Regions from separate parts of the Zea mays genome. Here region 1 is linked to region 2. Evidence: chromatin contacts called from public Hi-C data. All regions are on one chromosome and are shown on one strand. The core of a region is the stretch at or near the end of the contact, and the rest is flanking DNA. Distances in the headings are between cores, read along the strand shown.

The links. A called contact is a pair of places that touch in the nucleus more often than the background predicts.
Region 1: a Hi-C map of tassel shows a contact between it and region 2, with 4 times the contacts expected there. The contact joins the enhancer-like site here to the promoter of LOC100277968 in region 2. A contact is called at or near these places in 3 of 25 Hi-C or Micro-C datasets (ear, endosperm and tassel).

What each region holds. Positions count from the first base shown.
Region 1 is chr10:71,036,029-71,039,037 of Zm-B73-REFERENCE-NAM-5.0, forward strand. No RefSeq gene overlaps it. Among protein-coding and RNA genes, the nearest start is that of LOC100282675, 43 kb to the right of the region's middle. Within about 2 kb of position 1,328, at least 18 of the 20 cell types and tissues checked have an H3K27ac peak or open chromatin away from gene starts, as enhancers often do. A contact at or near this core is called in ear, endosperm and tassel, where this site is marked.
Region 2 is chr10:70,878,964-70,881,842 of Zm-B73-REFERENCE-NAM-5.0, forward strand. LOC100277968 reads left to right here and starts at 1,450. Exons shown (of 2, transcript NM_001165542.2): 1 at 1,450-1,665. The coding sequence starts at 1,578.

The sequences.
Region 1 (3,009 bases), core at 78-2,577, 160 kb after region 2:
AGCCTTGTAATAAAGTAGAGAAAATCCCCTACTAATGTGTGAGCCAAAACGGCTCACCGAGCCCAACATTCGGCCATGACAAGTCACCGTTGTAGAAGATACAACCTCGCTTGCGGCGTGCAACAGATACCTAACGGTGCGAAGATGCCTAAGTGTGCAGTCAAATTAAAATAAAATCTTGGCGAAGACACCTAAGGGTGCAAAGATGCCTAATGGCATAGCCAGATTAAAATAATTTTTGGAAAACACATCTAAGGGTGATAAGATGCCTAAGGGCACAACCAGATTAAAATAAAATCTTGGCGAAGACACCTAAGGGTGCAAAAAGGCACCGGAGGGTATAGAAACCGATACAACAAAAATAAAACCACCTCAGGTCCAACATTTGCCCCTGATCGACAAAGGGGAAAGAGGGCAGCGTTTCATGCTAACTATTGCCAATCAGAGACAAGTGCCACCAAAATACGCCTGGCACGGGAGTGCATCACAATCACCGGAGCCACAACCATAAAGAAGTCATTAGTACATGTCTGCAAAACAACACACAGTCAAGGACTAGGAGGCTCCTCCTTCAGGATAAGCACGCGCTCCCTACAACTAAACAACATAATCTCTAGCTCTTGGCCCTTGTCAAGAAGCCCAAGGACAGACTCGCTAACACGATCCAAGGTGCAATCGCTACGGGCCCAAAATCCACATCACCGAGTTCTTTAGCATAATACATAGCTAGCTCCCTATCAGACATGGGGTCAACCAAGTCAAAGTACTCCTGAGTGACGTCGACCGCCACCTCGCCTACAGGCTACAGGTCGATGGGCCAGCGCCATCTACCTACGAAGACGCTACCTGGCTCGGTTGCACCAGGACAAGTACACTGTGATCCCTCGACCACCCCACTAATAGAAGGTACACCAGCTACACCGGAGGCCTCTGATGTCACGAAAAAAAATCAAAGTCCTCTTTAGAGGACTTGTCATCCATCGCCCTGAAAAAGCCTAAGTCATCCTCGTCAACCGATAACTCAGAATCAAAATAATCATCGACCCGGCCTATTGGAGTTTGCTGGACAACGACAAGCTAAGGGTTAACACATAAACCGTTATATATACAACGAGTCCTCTTCCTTGATCAAAAGCACTTCAGGTTCGCTTTGCACAGGCTCCCAAAAAGGAACCTGCGCAAAAGCATTGTTCGAAGAACAAAAGTGTCAAGCTCTGCCATCTTACAAACAAAAGTGATCTCTGTCAGAACGGATTTACACCTTTCCAGCAGTCGAAGGCTTCAAAGTGCGAGAGGTCCCCCCACCGGTGTTGTCGCGGCCCCTTGGCGGCTGTGCCGGCATGGCTGTCACGGGGTCGGCCACCGTGGACTCGGTTTTCTCGGCCTCCACCGTATCCTTCCTCGTACACCTTCCTCGCCTGTTGCAGAATAGTCAGAAAATGACCAAGCAAAGCAAGCGAACCACCAAAACCATAGCAAAGAACACTTATTACCCGCTCTAGCTCAGCCATAGAGAACTTAATTGTGAGCAACCTCAGCGCCGAAGGGGACCCAAATGTGGTCAAGCATTTCGCCCGCGGTCGTGCCAATAACCTCGCCAACTTTGGTCATTAGCCCTTGAATCACCTCGAATAGCCTCGCTCGTGGTCTCTATCCGTAGCCAAGCCTCCCAGCGGTTGAAGAGACCTCGAATAGTCTAGGTCCAATGGATGGACAACAGCCCCCAACTCATGATACACATGACTATAGTCATTAAATACAACTCGGGCATGTGTCTGCATGCTCTGAGCAAAGACCGCCGAACGAAGGCGCTCAGTACTGTAGAAATCTCTCTATTCACGGTTGCTAGCTCTTTCCGTTGGAAGGCGGCCTCCGATTTGGCAGACTTCGCCCGCTACTCGAACCTTCTTTTCTTTCAGCTTCGCCCTTATGATCAAGCACACGGCCGCCTTGGCAGCGGTTGCTTCCTCTTGGGATTTTGCAAGGGGGGCTAGCACTTCGCCAACAGCCGCAACCTGGAAGAGCAAAATGTCAATTGGAAAACACCTATGCAAGCACCAAGCCAGGATCTATTATCGAGCGTAGATGCGAAGCGGACTCTTTCAAGGCCCCTTCGGTGATTTCTGAGGCATCCATCTCCCCCGCGCCACAATAGCAGAGTGTACAGCCTCCCACGCCCCATCTTCAGACCCAGACACGTCTCAAGTCCCCTGAGCGCCCAGCATCACTCCTACAAAAACACGCAGGTTAGCCCTCAATGATGGTTTCACAGCCAGCTCCATATCAGTGAAGTTAAAGTCATCAGTAACCAGGGGCGTCGAGGCAGCTATGGTCACCTCCACCCCCACCTCAACAGCAATATTCGCCTCCTTAGGAGACTTCGCCTGGGCTTTCCTTATTTTTATCGCGTCGCCAGGTTCACCACCCCATATGTCGAAGTAGAGGACTTCCCCTTCGGGTCCATTGCTGCAGCAATGACATATGGGATGTTATGCGAGTAAGGGAAGGTAAGCAACTCCCTCGCCATGCAAGCTAGCACAATGTCTTCGAAGTCGCAAGCCGTAGTCGCGTCCCTAACAACCCAACGCTTCGCGCTACCTGAACCAACCCTCATCGGAACTAAGTCTCGCCCCAAGTTACCCCCGATAACTCTCTCAGCGAAGTCCTCCATGGACCCAGCCTCCGCGTCTTCCATTGAACCAGTCGGCTCGCACATCGCCGCGAGTTCCACAACAAAAGCTTTGGAATAGGCCCCTGCATCTACTTCCCCTGAGCAATTCGATGGAATCCCGGTCAACGTGCGTCATTGAGCAGGGCCCCAGTTGACGTTTTCTTTCCCCTCTTCGGGTGGGCCTTGTGCTCCTCATACTTGAGACCCATCTAGCTAAATATGCAATTACGTGAAATGTGGCCTCTGCGCAGAGCAACACCCTTCTCAACTTCAACCTCCATCACAAGACCAACAAGGTCCTCCGCCTCCTTTTCGATCTCAGCAACAAAAAGATCTCG
Region 2 (2,879 bases), core at 200-2,699:
ATACACTAAGTCAGGAGTGCTCCAAAAATACCAAACCAAACCCTCGCTTTTTACTCCGTTCCAATGCCATGACACACACTAGAAGTGCCCAAAAAATCCCAAACCAAATCTTTGTATTTCATGCACTTCGCTTTTCCCTAGGGAAAAAAACTGAACCAAAACCCTTGCGTCGCTAGGACTAGGAGCAGAGCAGGGCACAACAGAGCAGATTAGCCGCTTACCTGGACCGTTGCAGCGATGGCGGCCGGATCCGGAGTCCAAAGCAGCAACCGCTGTCGCCGGAGCCGTGGGTGGGCAGGGATGCTTGGGGAGGGAGGGAGGGAGCGTGAGTCGCATGAGACGCAGGATGAAGAGAGAGAGAGGATGTGAGGAGGAACGAAGTGTCACCTAGAAGCCTCCAGATAAGACACATGGGCGCACGAGAGAGCATGGGAACCAACGATTGAACGACTAAGGCCCTGTTTGTTTCAACTTATAGATTATATAATCTATAATATAATTTAGATTATATAATCTGGATTATTTGCTCTGGATTAAATAAGCTAGGTGCTGCTGTTTGTTAGCTCAGATTATTTGGACTCGGCTTATTATTCATATGCATACAAATATAATAATACCCTTGATTGTTTTAATTGTCTGGTGGGTGAGAACGCTTATGGATAGGTGGATGGCAATTGGAAGTAATTTTAATCAACTTGCCATGGGTAGTGGGTCTTTCATAAAAAATAAGCTGAAATAAGCACCCTTTGATGAGCTTATAGGATTATCATAATCTCAAGTGCTAGATTATATAATCTTATCAGATAAGTTGCTTGTTTGTTTCCTCACTAGCTTATTTACATTGGATTATATAATCTATATAGATTATAATCTCAAACAAACAGGGCCTAAGATAATTCGACTGACGTGGATGGTCTATCATGCCCCGTTTCCTTCCTGCTTTAATAATAAAGAAAAGAAATAAGTGAGCATTGAAGCTGTCCTTACAACACCATTTGTACACACGGTGAAAATTTCAGATGCGTGGGTCAGTAAACATGGCGCCTATCCGTCCATGTAAAAATAAAAAAAAGTAGTAGAGACACAAAGGATCATGACGTCTATGGACTCGGCTCTATGAACCTGAGAACATTTGCCAGCCATCGGATGAAAAGCAGGTTTCGCCCATGAAGATAATTTGGGACGGACAGCATCAGATCGCTCATCAGTGGTGGTGGTGGTGATAGAGAGAGATATTTTGGGAGGAGCGAAGGAAACTAGCTGCGCCCACTCCCCAGCGTGTACGTGTCGGCGCGACGGCGGCAGGCGCCAACCACGTGCACCTGGAAACCCGGCAGGTCGCAAGCGTCGCGAGGGAGGCCACAGGCCCCACAGCCCGCAGGCCGCAGCGGCCGGCCTAAGTGCCTAACCCTGCCCCACACACCCCGCCGACCGCAACGAACGAAACCCACCGGATAAAACCGCCTTGCCTGCGCACTGGTGCCTGCGGAAACTGCGACTCCTCCTCGGTCCTCGCAGACGATTCACCCCGCACCGCGAGCGAGGAGAGGAGCCTGGCCGCGAGGGCGTCGACGCTGATGGCGGCGTGGTGGCGGAGGAAGGTGGTGCCCTGCGCGCGCCGCGCCTGGGCCGCCCTCGCCGCGCGGCTCCGCGCGCGTAAGCCTGGTCAGTTATTACCGTGCCCCCTCCTCTTGCCTAACCCCCCCTGTCGTTTCGTTCTGCTGCGTATGCGTGGTCGTGAAGAGGATCGGGGCGAGATCGTCCTGCTCTGGAATCGCGTGTCTGTTCTGTTTCTGTTTGGGGGTGGGTGGGCTGGTTTTAAACCCTGTTCTTATTCTCTTCATCGAAACAGGGGTTTCATCTCCACCAAACATATACACGCATGGTTCGAGAATTAGAGCGTGCTCGTCTCTAGAATTCCCTTTCAGCGATTCAGTTTTTACAGCTCTGTCGCCGTTAGTAGGACCCATGCTGTTCTCCTTGAAAATCGGCCAATGTCACGCCGTTTGTCCTCCCCTAACCTCGACCGGAGGAGCAAGACGTCGAGCACTCTGCCCGCCCGCCCAACCGGATGTCTTCCTCCGTCGGCTCGGCAGCGCTCCCGATCGCCTCGCTCTCCGCTCCTCAACCCACCGCCGCCGCCGGTCCGGCCGCCGCCCGAGGCCCTCTGCCCCTGGCAATGGACCGACCGCTGGGTCGCGCGCCCCGAGCTCCGTGCGACTGTCGCGTCGTAATAGAGTTTATTACACGTTACTATTACTTAGGAGTATTAAAAACAACCGAAGGGGTTATTGGTGATGGGTACTACAGAGTACAGAGGAGGCCATAAAACAGGGGCCTGCAGGGCACTGGCGCTCTCAATTGCAGGGCAACAGAACAGAGGACGGCACGGCAATCCCCTCCCTGTCCCCGGGATCTTGTTGCTTAGCAGCAGCACGAAATCTGGACGATATCGACTTGAATGGCCGCCGCGCCGCGTGGCCTCACCACGAGGCACGCGGGGCGTACCCTCCCCTGTCCCCACAGGCCCACATACACACGCCGCATGATGCTGCCTTGACATATAAGCCCTGCTACCATTGACCTCTAGCGCCACACACAGGTGGACCATGGCCGCCGCTGCCTTTGCGTTGAATGTCGCCATCGGTCCATGTGCTGGCTTAAATATCTTGTGCCTTTAGATACGTACCACACCATTGGAGCACCGGAACTGTGTAAGCTTGAAAGATTTACCATAATTCTGTCCACAATCCACATCCTGCCCCGAGCGAGATACTATGAGAAATTCTAGATGGACCCATCCTTTGGAAACCAACCAAACTGAGCTCCAGATTAAATCCAGTTGTTCGAACTACTACAACTATAATTTATATAATTTA